Linked DNA regions of Mus musculus: regions 1, 2 and 4 are each linked to region 3. A link is a contact called in public HiChIP or PLAC-seq and promoter capture Hi-C data. All regions are on one chromosome and are shown on one strand. Each heading gives the region's core, a stretch centred on a gene start, on an enhancer-like site or on the middle of the called end of the contact. The rest is flanking DNA. Distances are from core to core; before and after follow the strand shown. Region 1 holds the start of 9530077C05Rik (RIKEN cDNA 9530077C05 gene). Region 2 holds the start of Dock6 (dedicator of cytokinesis 6). Region 3 holds the start of Elof1 (ELF1 homolog, elongation factor 1). Region 4 holds the start of Kank2 (KN motif and ankyrin repeat domains 2).

The links. Promoter capture Hi-C pulls out the DNA fragments that hold promoters and counts their contacts. HiChIP or PLAC-seq counts read pairs in DNA pulled down with a chosen protein or histone mark.
Region 1: a contact with region 3 is called in an H3K4me3 HiChIP or PLAC-seq map of bone marrow-derived macrophages, with 4 times the contacts expected there. The contact joins the promoter of 9530077C05Rik here to the promoter of Elof1 in region 3. A contact is called at or near these places in 1 of 39 promoter capture datasets (the 3T3-L1 cell line), 1 of 15 datasets of contacts at CTCF or cohesin (the NIH/3T3 cell line), 1 of 484 Hi-C or Micro-C datasets (CD4 T cells), 6 of 115 datasets of contacts at active chromatin or transcription factors (the 230-238 cell line, the NIH/3T3 cell line, astrocytes and 3 more) and 2 of 9 other capture datasets (adipose tissue and liver).
Region 2: a contact with region 3 is called in an H3K4me3 HiChIP or PLAC-seq map of embryonic stem cells, with 6 times the contacts expected there. The contact joins the promoter of Dock6 here to the promoter of Elof1 in region 3. A contact is called at or near these places in 3 of 39 promoter capture datasets (liver, second pharyngeal arch cranial neural crest and stem cell-derived epiblast-like cells), 2 of 484 Hi-C or Micro-C datasets (embryonic stem cells and muscle stem cells), 8 of 115 datasets of contacts at active chromatin or transcription factors (astrocytes, craniofacial prominence, double positive thymocytes and 4 more) and 2 of 9 other capture datasets (embryonic stem cells and pancreatic islet).
Region 4: a contact with region 3 is called in a promoter capture Hi-C map of neural stem cells. The contact joins the promoter of Kank2 here to the promoter of Elof1 in region 3. A contact is called at or near these places in 3 of 39 promoter capture datasets (hippocampal neurons, liver and neural stem cells), 5 of 115 datasets of contacts at active chromatin or transcription factors (bone marrow-derived macrophages, cardiomyocytes, embryonic forebrain and 1 more) and 3 of 9 other capture datasets (adipose tissue, embryonic stem cells and pancreatic islet).

What each region holds. Positions count from the first base shown.
Region 1 is chr9:22,410,117-22,413,295 of GRCm38.p6, reverse strand. It overlaps 9530077C05Rik (RIKEN cDNA 9530077C05 gene), which reads right to left and starts at 1,749. Exons shown (of 7, transcript NM_026739.3): 1 at 1,547-1,749. The coding sequence starts at 1,571.
Region 2 is chr9:21,850,699-21,853,982 of GRCm38.p6, reverse strand. It overlaps Dock6 (dedicator of cytokinesis 6), which reads left to right and starts at 1,348. Exons shown (of 50, transcript NM_177030.3): 1 at 1,348-1,438. The coding sequence starts at 1,395.
Region 3 is chr9:22,114,993-22,118,459 of GRCm38.p6, reverse strand. Elof1 (ELF1 homolog, elongation factor 1) reads left to right here and starts at 1,265. Exons shown (of 3, transcript NM_001357311.1): 1 at 1,265-1,350.
Region 4 is chr9:21,796,929-21,800,243 of GRCm38.p6, reverse strand. Kank2 (KN motif and ankyrin repeat domains 2) reads left to right here and starts at 1,698. Exons shown (of 12, transcript NM_145611.4): 1 at 1,698-1,762. Dock6 (dedicator of cytokinesis 6) reads left to right here. Exons shown (of 50, transcript NM_177030.3): 50 at 1-64.

The DNA of each region.
Region 1 (3,179 bases), core at 500-2,999, 290 kb before region 3:
TTCAGTTTGGGGGAAAATAATTTTAATTGGTGTAGTTTCTAAACCCAGTGACTCACGTGGCAACAGAATCTATTGTCTTGCAGGCAATGATTTTAACTGGATGATAGGGAGAGTATTTTGCCACCCACAGGGCATTTTTGGTTGTCACAATTCTCTGTGTGTTAAAACAGTCGCTCACAATAAAGAATTAACTCCTTCAATATTAAACTGCTGTGGCTGAGAGGCCTTGTTCTATATCATAAAACGGACCGGAAGTTTTCATTACCTTTGTTAGTGTACATAAGAATGCATTTCTTTCTGGCATCTCCTGTTCGATCCTGGTCTCTAGTAAGCAAGTATCCCATCAGCCCGACTACGCAGCTGCATGCACACGGACCACTGAGTCATCCTCATATTTGCCACTCTTCTGCCAGGCTTGATGTTTTAAAGCAACGTTTTGACATTGTATTGTTTTGGGAGTTTTGTTTGTTTGTTTTTAGAGACAGGGTATCAGTGGCTGGTCTGGAACTTCTGTAGACCAGGCTGACTAAGCTCACCTGCGTCTGCCTCTGATAATGTGTTTTAAGGTGAAAGAGTTATATCTACATCAAATCACAATTTTAAAAAGCCTAATGCCAATTTAAGTGGCCTCTAAGATCTTGGCTTTTATAACTGCATGTCTCCTGTCAACATAACAGTGGAATAGTCTGTAGGTTATCGCAATCGCACAACAGTAGGTTCTGTGTTTTATAACACTGAACAGCAAACAGTGTAAAAAAATTAAGATGAGAAAGTAGTTTCACTTAAAAATAATTTAGTTTTTCAGTTTAAAAAGTTCTGCAATAACATATAATGAAAGGAGTTTCAAAGTACCATAATGAAACCTCTTACTTTGTATGCTAACTTAAAGAATGGTTTTAGCTATTGATGTCCATATCTTAGCACTGGGGAGACTGAGGCAGGAGGGTCAGGGGTTCAAAACAACTAATTTGGAAAATTGGTCTACTGGGTACTGCAATAGCCTGAAGCTAAAAGTTCTAGGCTTATTTTTGACTCTACTGTGGGAATTAGCTATTTCCCTTTATTCCGTTGTTTTGGTATCTGTCCTGCAGAAATGTTTTCATGCAGAATCAAATGCTAGGAAAATGACTCTGGAACTGTTTAATATTATTAAAGATTTAAATAGGGCTAATATGCATATCTATTCAAAAATGAAAGACAAACTTTCCAACCTTGGATCTAAACACCTGCTCTTATTAATAACATCAATTCAAAATGTTTGCTAATAAATGCAAACAAAAATACACAACATACACTGAAATGTAGAGATGTGTTTTCACAGCTGATTTTTTTTTTTTCTGAACATTCTAGAAAATATAACACCTTACTACACACCTAAAATGCTCTGGAATCGTATTGGACTCTACACTCTCTAGATTGCACAGCTCTTGCCCCTCACCTCTGCTGGGCTAGGGCTGTGCGACTGCACCTGGTCTTCCGAGTCCCAGACCCAACGGTCTCCACCCGCTGCAGCCGCGCCACTTGGGCCAGCAGTGCCTACACTCACCCGTTACGCGAATAGACTCCAGCATCGTCCCGCCAAGGCCAAGGCCAAGGCCGGCGGGCCGCACCGACGAAAACTCCCGTAAGGCAGCTCGAGACCAGATGGGGCAGGACTGGCAGCGCAAGGTGGAGGACCACGTCTTACCCAGAGGCTGGAAAGCGCTCTGGCGGTTCCACCTAGTCTCAGAGCTAAGAACCCGCCACGGTGACGTCGCTGCAACCCCGTTGCTAGGAGACGATCCTGCCTTCTTCCCGCACTCCACGCCACCAAACATGCTCGCCGCTGGAGGCGCTCCTGCGACTGACACCCTGCTCGTAGGGAGAGAAGGGAAGCGAACTACAACTCCCAGCGTGCACAACGCGGACCCGTGCAAGGAGCTGGTCCGCAGAGGCTGGGGTGTTTGTGTGGGGAGGTCGGGATCTGTATGAGGCTCAAAGGGCTTCATTTCATGATGGTAGAGGGAAATAGAAATGGTGTAATAATTCTGAGTTTTAGTTGACCAGAGCAAATTCAGACCCCTGACCTTCCAGCTAATTTACATGGTATGAAATAAATAGGGCGATTTTAGAAGAAAAAAATGGCCAGGTATGGTGGCACACTCCTGTTATCCAAACACTTGAGATGTGCAGCAAAGATGATCAGGGGTTCAAGACCATCATTGCTATATAGTGAATTTTGAGACCATCTTGACTATACAAGAATGTCTAAAAAAAAAAAAAGAATAAAATAAATAAATGCAATATTTAATTTAAAAAGGAGATCTGGAGAAATGGCTCAGCAGTTAAGAACACTGACTACTTTACAGAGGACTTGGGTTTGTTTCCTCATGGCAGCTCACAACTACATGTAACTCCACTTCGAGAGCACCCCATCCCTCTGGCTCTCCCCAGGCCCATACTCGCAAACACTCATGAAATACACACAATTTTTTTTAAACTGAATTGAAAAAGGAAACAGACTGTGGGTGTAGCTCAGATGGTGAAGGGCTCTCTTTAGCATTCAGAGACCCCTGAATTTAATCCCCAGTACTATACAAACCTGGCCTGGTGGTACACATCTCTAATTCCAGCATTCAGGAGGTAGAAGCAGGAGGATCAAGATGTTCCAATTCCTCTATAAGCTTGAAGCCACCCTATATTATATCTATATTATATTATGTATATATCTGAGGTTGCATAAAGGGGTTTTGAGAGGGAGAAGTTGATAGTGAATAATTAAATCATAAATTTACTTTAAATCTATTATTTGTATATATAGAATTTTACCATTTTAGAATATGAAAGCTAATTTCACACTGAGATGGATGTGCTTGTTTATTTTTACATAAATAATCTCAGCTGAATATTTAATAATGCAGGGCACAGAGTATCTTCAACACAGTTCTGTGCGTGTGTGTGTGTGTGTGTGTGTGTGTGTGTGTGTAAGCACTTGTATGCCTTGATTTATGTGTGGAGGTCAGAGGACAACTTGCAGGAGTCAGTTCTCTCCTTCCACCAAATGGGTTCTGGGAATGGAACTCAGGTCGTCAGCTTGGTGGTAGGTGCCTTTACTGCTGAGCCATCTCACCAGCCTGCATCTTCCACATTTTTCAGAGGTGATTTTTCTCTTTCACTTTTATAGTTGTCAATGCTGAGAG
Region 2 (3,284 bases), core at 99-2,598, 260 kb after region 3:
AACGAGCAGCACTCAAAAAAGCTCTGAGGCAGACATGTCCTGTGCTGCACAGCTGCCTACCCTACCAAGACTGTTTTGACCGTGACTGCTCAGAGGGCTGAAGCTACTCAGGAGAAGGTGTGGAGGCAGCAGACAATTGGCATATCCAAAGATGAGCCAGGACTGAAAAAATTCTAGGAAACTGTTATTGGGAAAGGAGCTGTTGGGAAGATATTTAAGGCCACAAATTAATGAAGACATCCTACAACTTCAGGTAATCAGAAACTTCCGGACTGGCTCGCTCAGGTATCGATACTGGCTTTCTGAGTCACACCTCCTAGAGTGACACCCCTGAGCTTAGCTGGACTCATCCACCTCTCTACTGCAACCCAGAGACTGGCAGGAAGTCCCTTGAGCACCTTTTGAGGCCTACTATGTAAAAGCCTCCACACTGCTAGGCTTCAGTTAACCCACTTGTCAGTAGTGGAAAACAACAGTTCTTCCCACCTATGTCCATTGAGCGACTATAAACAAAACCTTAGTAATTATTGTGTGACATTGATGTTGTTTTTTAGGCAGCGTGCCTCCGGGACTAGTGAGGACCTAACTTTTTTGTTTGTTTGTTTGTTTTGTTTTGTGTTGTTTTTTCGAGACAGGGTTTCTCTGTGTAGCCCTGGCTGTCTTGGAACTCACTCTGTAGACCAGGCTGGCCTCGAACTCAGAAATTAGCCTGCCTCTGCCTCCTAAGTGCTGGGATTAAAGGCATGAGCCACCACTGCCCGGCTGACCTAACAGGTTTTGATGTTCCGTATTTTTTCTTCCCAGCCCAACAGAAGACTCAGTTTCCCCATCTTGACCCCAGTGGGAGGGGAACACTCCCTTCCATGCCCTGCCCCTGCTCCACACCCACCCCATGCCCTGCTCTGCCTGGTCCCCAGCTCCCTAGCCCATCGCAGAGATGAGCCACTCACAACGTCCCGCCCATCAAGGACCGTCCCTCATAAGCCACGCCCACAAAGATCCTCATCTCTCCAGCCTTGTCCCGGTCCCTATCCTAGAGCAGCGACATCCCAGATCACAGCCTGCTCCATCCTCCTGTCAGCGCTGTCTCCTCCCCATCCCCAGTATTTCTGTCCCACTCTCAATGCTGGCCCCACGGCATCCCAGAAAAGGCTCCGCCCTATCTAGGGAAAGCCCCGCCCCCTCCAGAGAAGGCTCCTCCCCATCCTAGAGTTGGCCCGGCCTCGCCACCACGCCCCGAGAAGACCCCGCGTCATTCCCGTCTTGGTTCCGCGGCTGGGGCGGGTCGAAGTGCAGGCCCCGCCCCATCAGCACAGGCCCCGCCTCTCCCGCGCGCCTGCTCCGCCCAGCCCGGCTGCCCAGACTCGGGAGGCTGCGGCGGGACGCGGGGCGTCATGGCGGCCTCGGAGCGCCGCGCCTTCGCTCACAAGATCAACAGGTAGTGAGAGCGGCCGCGGTCACGGCCACTCTGGGCGGGACGGGCGAGTGCTGGAGATGGCGGGCAGCGGGGGCGTGCCGGGCTCCCCGAGGACTTCCCGGAGGAGGAAGCGCATCCCGGGTCCGTGCGGGCCGGGCTCCGAGAGTGCTAGGCTGCATTCGGACCCTCTTGCCGTCCTTCCCTTCACCAGCCTGGGGAAATTCGCACCCCTCCCCCGCCCAGGGTCCCGGGACCCAGCTGTCTGGAGCTGGGGACAGCTGGGGATAGCCCCTCAGTCTCCTGCCCCAGCCTCTCCCAGCACCGGCTGGGCGTGGGAGGGGGCCGAGGGGGCTGGGGACTGAACCAGCTGGTGGGCAGACAGGGGAGGGACAGGCAACAGATGCTGGGGGATCCCCTTCCATGGACACTGGATTGTGAGAGAGGCTCAAATCTGGGGTAGGTTAGAAATCATCCCAGGTAAATCATCCCAGGTATCCGATCCTCTGGAGACCTGTCTGACCACCTTAGGTGAGAGAAGCCACTCTGTGGGTCCCACCCTGATGGAGACACAAGAAAGTTGCCCCATTCTTGGATTTCGCTCTGGTGGGACAAACATAGATGTGTCCGTGGTATGGTGTGGATGCATAAGACAGGAAAGGGAGGATAGGGTCTCAATGGTAGGCCAGGTAGAGTTAAGCACAGACCTAAAGGAGCGAAGGAAGAGATCTGCCCATCATCCAGGAAAGAAGCAAATGCAAAGGCCCTGGGGCCACAGAGGGACCAATAGGAATAGATTTTATAGGGCCTACGCCTTGTAGGCCAGAAGGACTTTGACTGTGACCCCAAGTGAAGTGAGAGCCACAGAGAGTTCTGGATAGAGGAGGGTTGTGATCTGGGGCAGAGCAGTTGGGCAGTTTTCTGTTTGTTGTCTTGCCTCCTAAGTCCTTATGCCTTTAGCTCAGGTGGGAAAGATGTGCAGAATGATCCTGGGCCTTGATGTAGTGAGGGAGCCCAAGATTTCCCAAGCAGCCTGGTAGATAAATAGATGCTTCTGCACATTCACCTACCTATTGAGTTCTCCCACAACCCCAGATGAACCTGCAACTGAATGGAGTCTTGGTTTTACTTTGTTGTGTTTTGTTAGTCTGGGATGGGGTCACGTAGCCCATGCTGACCTCAGATGCACTATGTAGCCAAGACCGGCCATGAACTCCTGGCCCCCCCTGCCACACTCAGTTTCCATGGTAACCACATCTACAGCACCTTGCTTTTGTGTTTGCTTTATTTTGAGAAAGGTTCTCACCCTATCCTAGCATTCACTTACTGTGTGTACATGTGTATACCACTCTCGTTGTGTGTGTGTGTGTGTGTGTGTGTGTGACAGGATGCTTGTAGGAAGGAGCCTTTTCTTTCCACTTGGTTTCCTGGGATTATACTCAGGAGGCTCAGCAGCAAGTTGCTCCTGAGCCATCTTGCCAGCCTCCCTCTATTTTCATTTTTGAGGCAGGCTCACTCAACTGGGATCTGGAGCTCCAGATAAACTGGTCAGGGAACTGGCCCTGGGGATCCTCTTGTCTCTGCTCCCTGTTATATGAGTTCTGAGTCTGGCTTTTTTTTCTTTTTAAAGTTTTGCTTATTTTATGTATGTACACTATCTTCAGACACATCAGAAGAGGATATTTGATCCCATTACAGATGGTTGTGAGCCACCATGTGGTTGCTGGGAATTGAACCTAGGACCTCTGGAAGATCAGTCAGTGCTCTAAACCAAACCGCTGGAGCCATCTCTCCAGCCCCTGTGTCTGGCTTGTCATCTTCCCTGTTATAACGATAGGCCCAGTAACCCTTGCCAGCCTGGGAGGAGCAC
Region 3 (3,467 bases), core at 16-2,515:
GTTTTTGTGAGCCTCCCACTGTTGCCAAGGTTAGCTTTGAATTATTCACATTAGCCCAGGCTGGTTAAGAACTAGCACAGATCTTGTTTCTGCCTTCTGAGTACTGGGATTTAAGTCCTGAACCACTACACTCCTGTGTGAGTAGATGCTGCCAACCAGAAATGGTCTTCAGAAAAGGCAGTTCCAAGGATGGCACTGCCCCCTATAGGGCATTCTCTTTAAAGCATGCGTAACAACGTGTGACACAGCTAAGCACTTTCCGTGTGTGTGTGTGTGTGTGTGTGTGTGTGTGTGTGTGTGTGTTAAGAATTGCCTTTACCCGCTGAGCCATCTTGCTGGTCAGAGCCTTTAATTAAGAAAAGAAGTATGTACTCAGCAGGTATATTTGTGAGGGTCTGCATGTGAAAGCCAGACCCTCACATCTCTCCATCTTACATATTGATGTAACGCAGTGTCTCTTGAACCCAGAACTCACCTCATCTGGCTAGTCACCGTGCCCTGGGGATCCTGTCTCCTGCAGGCTTGGATTACAGGCGGGTAACCAAGCCTACCTGGCTTTTCTGTAGATGCTAGGGATTCAAGCTCCTGTCTTCAAGCTTACCTGACAAGCGTGCTGGAGGCCCATATAAGGACCCTGGAAGAAGGAAGGCTCACTTTTCTTCGCCTGCTTGCATTTACTTGCCAGTACGTCTGTTGGAACCTATTTCTATTTCTTTACCAGCTAAACCAACTGGCCTCGTGGGACTGAGCGACGAACTACTAGATTCTTGGACTTCCCATTCACAGCTGACCATCGTTCGGGTAGTTGGACTACAGACTGTTAAGTCATCACAATAAATCCCCTCAATATAGAGACATTCCATAAGTTCTGTGACTGTAGAGAACTCTGACTAGTACAATGTATTTTGACCATTAAACCCCCTTACCCGTTCTCCTGTCTCACAATCCCGCTGATCCCCTCCCTCTCCCAACTCGTCTCTTCTAGGGCTAGGATATTGGAGTGAGCATGGAGGGTAGGGAAAATCTAGGGTTTCAAGGAGGTAAGACAAGTGAGACGAATCCAGGAAGATGATTACAGGTGAGGACCTTAACCAGGATGAGTACAGGTGGAGCCACCGCTCCTCGCGATCACGAACACCCCTAGGATTTTGCTTGTGATTGAGCAGGACTGTGGCGCATGCGCTGTAACAATTGCGCGGAGCCAGGTAGTTGGAGGCGGGGTCTACACGCGCATTTAATTGGTTAAGGAGTGGGCGGGAAACCCAAAGCGATATTTCCGTTTCCGTTAGGGGCCGGAAGTTAGCGTCTCCTGGGTGAAGCGGCCTTGGCTGAGAGGCAGGGCTGGTACAAGTAAGTGTAGGGTCTCGCGGGCGGGCGTTGGGCCGGGCGGACCGGCGCTCTTCTCTAGATCACCCGCAGGGCGTAGAGCTGAGGCCGGGGCATGGCTTTGAGGACGGCCTCGTGGGGAGCCTGACCCCTGGATCCCTGCAGCTGGGCGAGCGGGCGGCGCCACCGAAACCTGGGTGAGGCGGACGCCGTCGCTCTGCCCAGATCCCTTCCCGCCGTCCCGGTCGCCTCGGGACACCATGGCTCGTTCGCAGGCTGCGGTTTGCCGGTGGGATTCTGGGGCCCCACAGAGACAGATTCCGGGCAATTCACTGATTTGTTCAACAAGTAGTTATTAAGTGCCTAAGGTATACCAAGCACTGTGCGTCCTGGGGATACAGCAGTGACCAAGTGAAATCCTTCCTCAGAGATTGATGGGCAGGGTGGCAGACGCCGGAGGAGCTTTGAGGAGTTTTAAGGTGATCGTGAGTTTGTTTTGGATGCTGTGTGTGTGTGCGCGCGCGGGAGAGAGAGAGAGAGAGAGAGAGAGAGAGGCAGCCAACAACTTCACCTGCCAAGCCATCTCCCTTGCCCTATTTTGAAAGTGTTAGAAATCTTTTGTCCTACATTTTTCCCTATATGTGTAGTAGAATGTGTACAGAAGTTAATGGACAACTTGGGAAATACATCCTCGCTTTCCACCTTTACGTGGGTTAGGGTTCCAAATTCAGCTTTTCTGGCTTGGCAGCAGTGCCCATAGCAGCTGAGACAGGATCGACTAAGATGCCCCGCCTGCCCCGCCTGCGATTCCGTTGTAGCTAGCTGGTTGCCAGGGCCAGATGGGAGGGGATGCAAACACATCCACCTAGACAGTTGACAGCTGGGCTCGGCACCAGGCAACGCTTCACCGTGAGGGTTTGGCCTTTCCTTTTGTGTGTCTCACACTTTTGTCTCCGTTGCTCCGGGAGCTTCAGCCATTCGTTCTGAAGTAAAACGACGAGAAAACCCTTCATCTGGCTCAGACTCTTCCTGGCTGTCTTGTCATCAAAGCTGCCTTTTGTCATCTGGAATGACTCCAGAAGAGAAGGTCTTTCCTGATCTCTTTCACCCAAAGTAGCCCCAGCTCAGAGATTTGTATTTCGCTCTAATAGCCTCGTAGAAATAGGATTCATCCAGTTACAAGTTTTCTCAGGAGCCTGTCATCTGTAACTATTAGTACAGATATATTAAAGATTTATTTATTTTTATCTTTTGTGTCTGCCATATCTGGATCCAGGGTATCTGATATGTGACCTCAAAACCCACAGATTGAGGACCCCTGCCCTAGAGCCTTATCCATGCTTGGCTACTATCAGCTGAATTCATCCAGTTAAGCGTGTTCCTGTTGCCAGGTGGTGGTGGCACACGCCTTTAATCCCAGCCCAGGAGAGACAGGGGCAGGTGGATGATAAACTTGGATCTCTGAGTTCAAGGCTAGCCTGGTCTACATAGTGAGTTCCAGGACAGCCAGGGCTACACAGAGAAACCCTGTTGAGTTTTCATGTTAAGAGCTGTAAACCTGCTGGGCGGTGGTGGCACACGCCTTTAATCCCAGCACTCGGGAGGCAGAGGCAGGCGGATTTCTGAGTTCGAGGCCAGCCTGGTCTACAAAGTGAGTTCCAGGACAGCCAGGGCTACACAGAGAAACCCTGTCTTGAAAAAAACAAAACAACTGTAAACCTTTATTTTATTTTATTTTTTAAAGATTTATTTATTGTTAAATGTAAGTACATTGTAGCTGTCTTCAGACGCACCAGAAGAGGGCTTCAGATCTCATTACAGATGGTTGTGAGCCACCATATGGTTGCTGGGATTTGAACTCAGGACCTTTGGAAGAGCAGTCAGTGCTCTTAACCGCTGAGCCATCTCCAGCCCCTGTAAACCTTTATTAACATGGGTTTTTTAATTTATTTTTATCATATATATAGAGATAGACGCTTTGCCTGCATATATGTCTGTGTACTTCCTTTGTTTTGTCTTGTTTTAGACAGTAGATTTAAATTGGTTTTGTTGCCTACACTGGCCTCCAGCTTTCAGTAACCTGAAGTGCTGGGAGTTGCAGAGTGGGCTGGGCTAGCTCAGACTAGACTCCAACTGAGATG
Region 4 (3,315 bases), core at 449-2,948, 320 kb after region 3:
TGCACTGATGGATTCTAAATTTTGTTTTTGTTTGTTTTTAATTTAAAGTGAGTTTTATATACAACCTGTGTGGTGTGCTGACAGTTGACATGGCCCCTGCCCTGGGGGCAGTGACGTTCATTCAGTGGGAGAAGAGAACACACTCACATTGTAACATGGCCATGGGAAAGAGTGTTTCCTGTGTGCGAGGTCACGTGTGTCCACCTGTGGTGAGGGTTTGCGTGTGCAAGCGTGTGATGTACGAGTATTCCTCAGTCTCTCCACTTTTTGTTTTGTGTTTACTTTGCTTCCCAGCCTGGCCTTGAACTCACAAAGACCCATCCACCTCAGCCTCAGCCTTTTCTACTAAGTGCTGGGATTAAATGGTTTATCATTTTTAATTGTATTTTTTTCTCCTCTTTCTCTCTTTCTGTCTGTCTGTATGTTTGTGGGTGCATGGGTGCCATGACACACATGTGGAGTCAGAGGACAGTTTGCAGAACTCAGTTCTCCCCTTCCACTGTATAGATCGCAGGCATTGAGCTTTCAGGCTTGCAGCAGGCACCTTCGTCTTGACATCTGACGAGCCTCCCCTTGGTCATCCACTTATTTTTTGAGACAGGTCTCATTGAACCTGGAGTTCATAGATGCAGCTAGGTTCACTGGCTGGTAAGCCCCAGCCATAGAGATCTGCCCAGCCCCCAGAATTCGGCTTACAGGTAAACTTGTGGGCCCAACTCTTATGTAGATGCTGGAGTTCGAACTCAGATCCTAGTTCACACCGGCAGGCAGTTTACCCACTGAGACATCCACCTGTCACGTGTGCTAAGCAGAGGCTTCCAGGAAGCTATATTTTTCCTCTTTCCTCCCCTTCCCTTCCTCTCTCTTTCTTTCTTTCTTCCTTTCTTTCTTTCCTGTTGTTTTGTCTTTAGTTTGTTTATTTTGAGACAGTCTCTCCTGGCTCAGAATTACTGGAGTAGAAGGTGACCTCTCTAGTACTTGATCGCCCTGGCTCCACATCTTTCATGTGCTGGGACTACAGGTGTGCAGTCCCGCTGTGAGAGTGGCTTCAGAAAGTCCAGTGCAAACAGAAGTTCATCTCTGGACTAGGGTGTAGTTTAGAGGCAGAGTGATTAGCATTCAGAGTCCTGGGGTCCATCCCCAACCTCACAAAATCAATAAACCACGCCCTGTGATTTGTGTCAGCCCAAGAGTAGTATGAAGGGAATTTTCTGAACACACTTAACAGATGGGTCATGTGATTGACCCCATTTTGCTGATGGGGAAACTGAGGCACAACTTCAATTTCAGGAGATTGGGGTGTGGGTGCTGCAATCTTAGAGTTTGGGTCGGCGGTCACGCCATGGTGCACCCGGCCTGCAGCTGGAAGACTTCCAGCTGCTGGCGGCCAACGGGGGAGGGGTGACCTCCAGTCGCCGCTACCGCACCCGCCCTCGAGCTGGGCTGCGGCCAGCTCCGCCCCCTGCAGCGTCCAGCTGCGAAGGGCGGGCACCAGGCTTGGAGAAGCGGGGACCCTGTCCGGAGGGCTGGTGGCCAGGAGCCGACTGAGACCCTAGGACGTGCTCAGGCCGCAGCGAGAGCGCGTGCACCCCCACGACCACCCTTCAACTTCGCCCCCAGGCCCCGCGGCCGAGGCGCCCGGGAGACTGGAGGGGCGTGGCTTTCTGGTGGGGGCGTGGCTACCGCGCTGGCTCCGCAAGCTTGCGGCGACTGAGGCGGAGCGGGCAGGACGCCTGGGACGGCGGAGGCTCGAGCGTGCCAGGCGAGTGGGACGGAGGGCTGATCGGGGTGGCGTGGGGTCCGGGCTACTCTAGGGGCACTATCAGGATTTCTAACCCACCTCCAACCCGAGGCTACAAGCTCGCACACTCTCTCTTAGCTGGTCCCTCTCAAGTCTTAACATCTGCGCCCAAACTTTGCAAACCGGAGCGTCTGGGTCCCCGCGCTCCTCTCCCCTCCCCAGCCCTGACCTGGGCCCTGCTTCCCTTGCCCCTAGCCCACCTCTATGCCTTTATCATTCCCTGCCTCTCTTCCTCTGCTCCGCCACTCTCGTCTAGCTCTGTCCCCTAACCTTCCCAGGTCCCCGCTCTCGCAGCTCCGGGTGGCCGGACCAGGCCCCTCAGCGGCGGGAAGGCATCCGGGCGTCCGGCCGGGCTGGGCCTGGCTGCTGGGCGGGTGTGGGGATCAGCAGATGTTTGCCATTAGACTGGGACCCCGCAGGCCCCGCCCCCTCCCCGCCCGGGGCGGGGTCCTCCTCACCCCCAACTTTAGGGGCGGAGGGAGCGCGGCAGGAAAACCCCCAGATCCCAGATTCACCCAGGCTGGTGGTGGGGGGGGGTGCACTCTGGGGAGACCCTGTGGCCCTTTCCTGGAAACTCCCACCTGTTGATTCTTCCAGCCTCCTTCCGCCTCTCTCATCCCGGGATCTTGTGGAGAGAGGGGCCTCCTCCGACTCCCGCCACGGAGTTACCAGCCTGAGGTTAGATAACGAGACCCGTAGACCTCCATCGCTCCATCTGGAGAGTAAGATGTATAGGGTCTAGGGGTGCTTTGGGCGAATCTGCCCCGTTTTAGGTTCAAGTCAGAGATCTGCCTGCCTCCGCCTCCCAAGTGCTGGGATTAAAGGCATGTGAGGCTACACTCAGCTTGCAAGATCTTTTTCCAAAAACATAAGCATGGCTGGGGATGGAGAACGTGGGCCTAGCATGTATGAAACCGGGGGTTCCACCCCAGAATGTATGGTGTGGTGTGGTGTAGCCAGCCACGCCAGCACTTATGAGGTGCAGGCTGGAGGATCAGGATTTCAGGGTCATCCCCAGCCACATAGTGAGTTTGAGGCCAGCCTGGGCTACAGGAAACTGCCTTAAATAACCAAACAAAACGGTGTGGTAATTATTCATTATTCATTCCACCTCAGTGCCCCTAGCCCAGGCTACCCCAATTCTGCTCCCTACTTCTGTGTCTCTCTTAAGTCCTCAGAAAATATTTTGGACTAACTTCCTGTCCTTGGAGGTTCTGAGGCTCCAGGCAGATGCAGAGCCAATTTTATCTACAACTGGTAACTGCATTTCAGGTGTTCATGCCAGCAAAGTGAGGGCAGAGACGTGAGGAGACACAAACTGGAGGGACAGAGCTATGGAGGGGAACTAAGCCAGAGGGAAGGACCATCCGAGGCCTGCCTTCATGCCCAGCAGGCGCCCCATCTGATCCACCCTCCCAGGCACCCACTGTCCCAACATCTACAGCCTAGAGTGGCCTGCTCTGGAGGGTGAGATGGGTGGAGGTGTCTGCAGCAAAGCAGCTGCAGGGCAGACA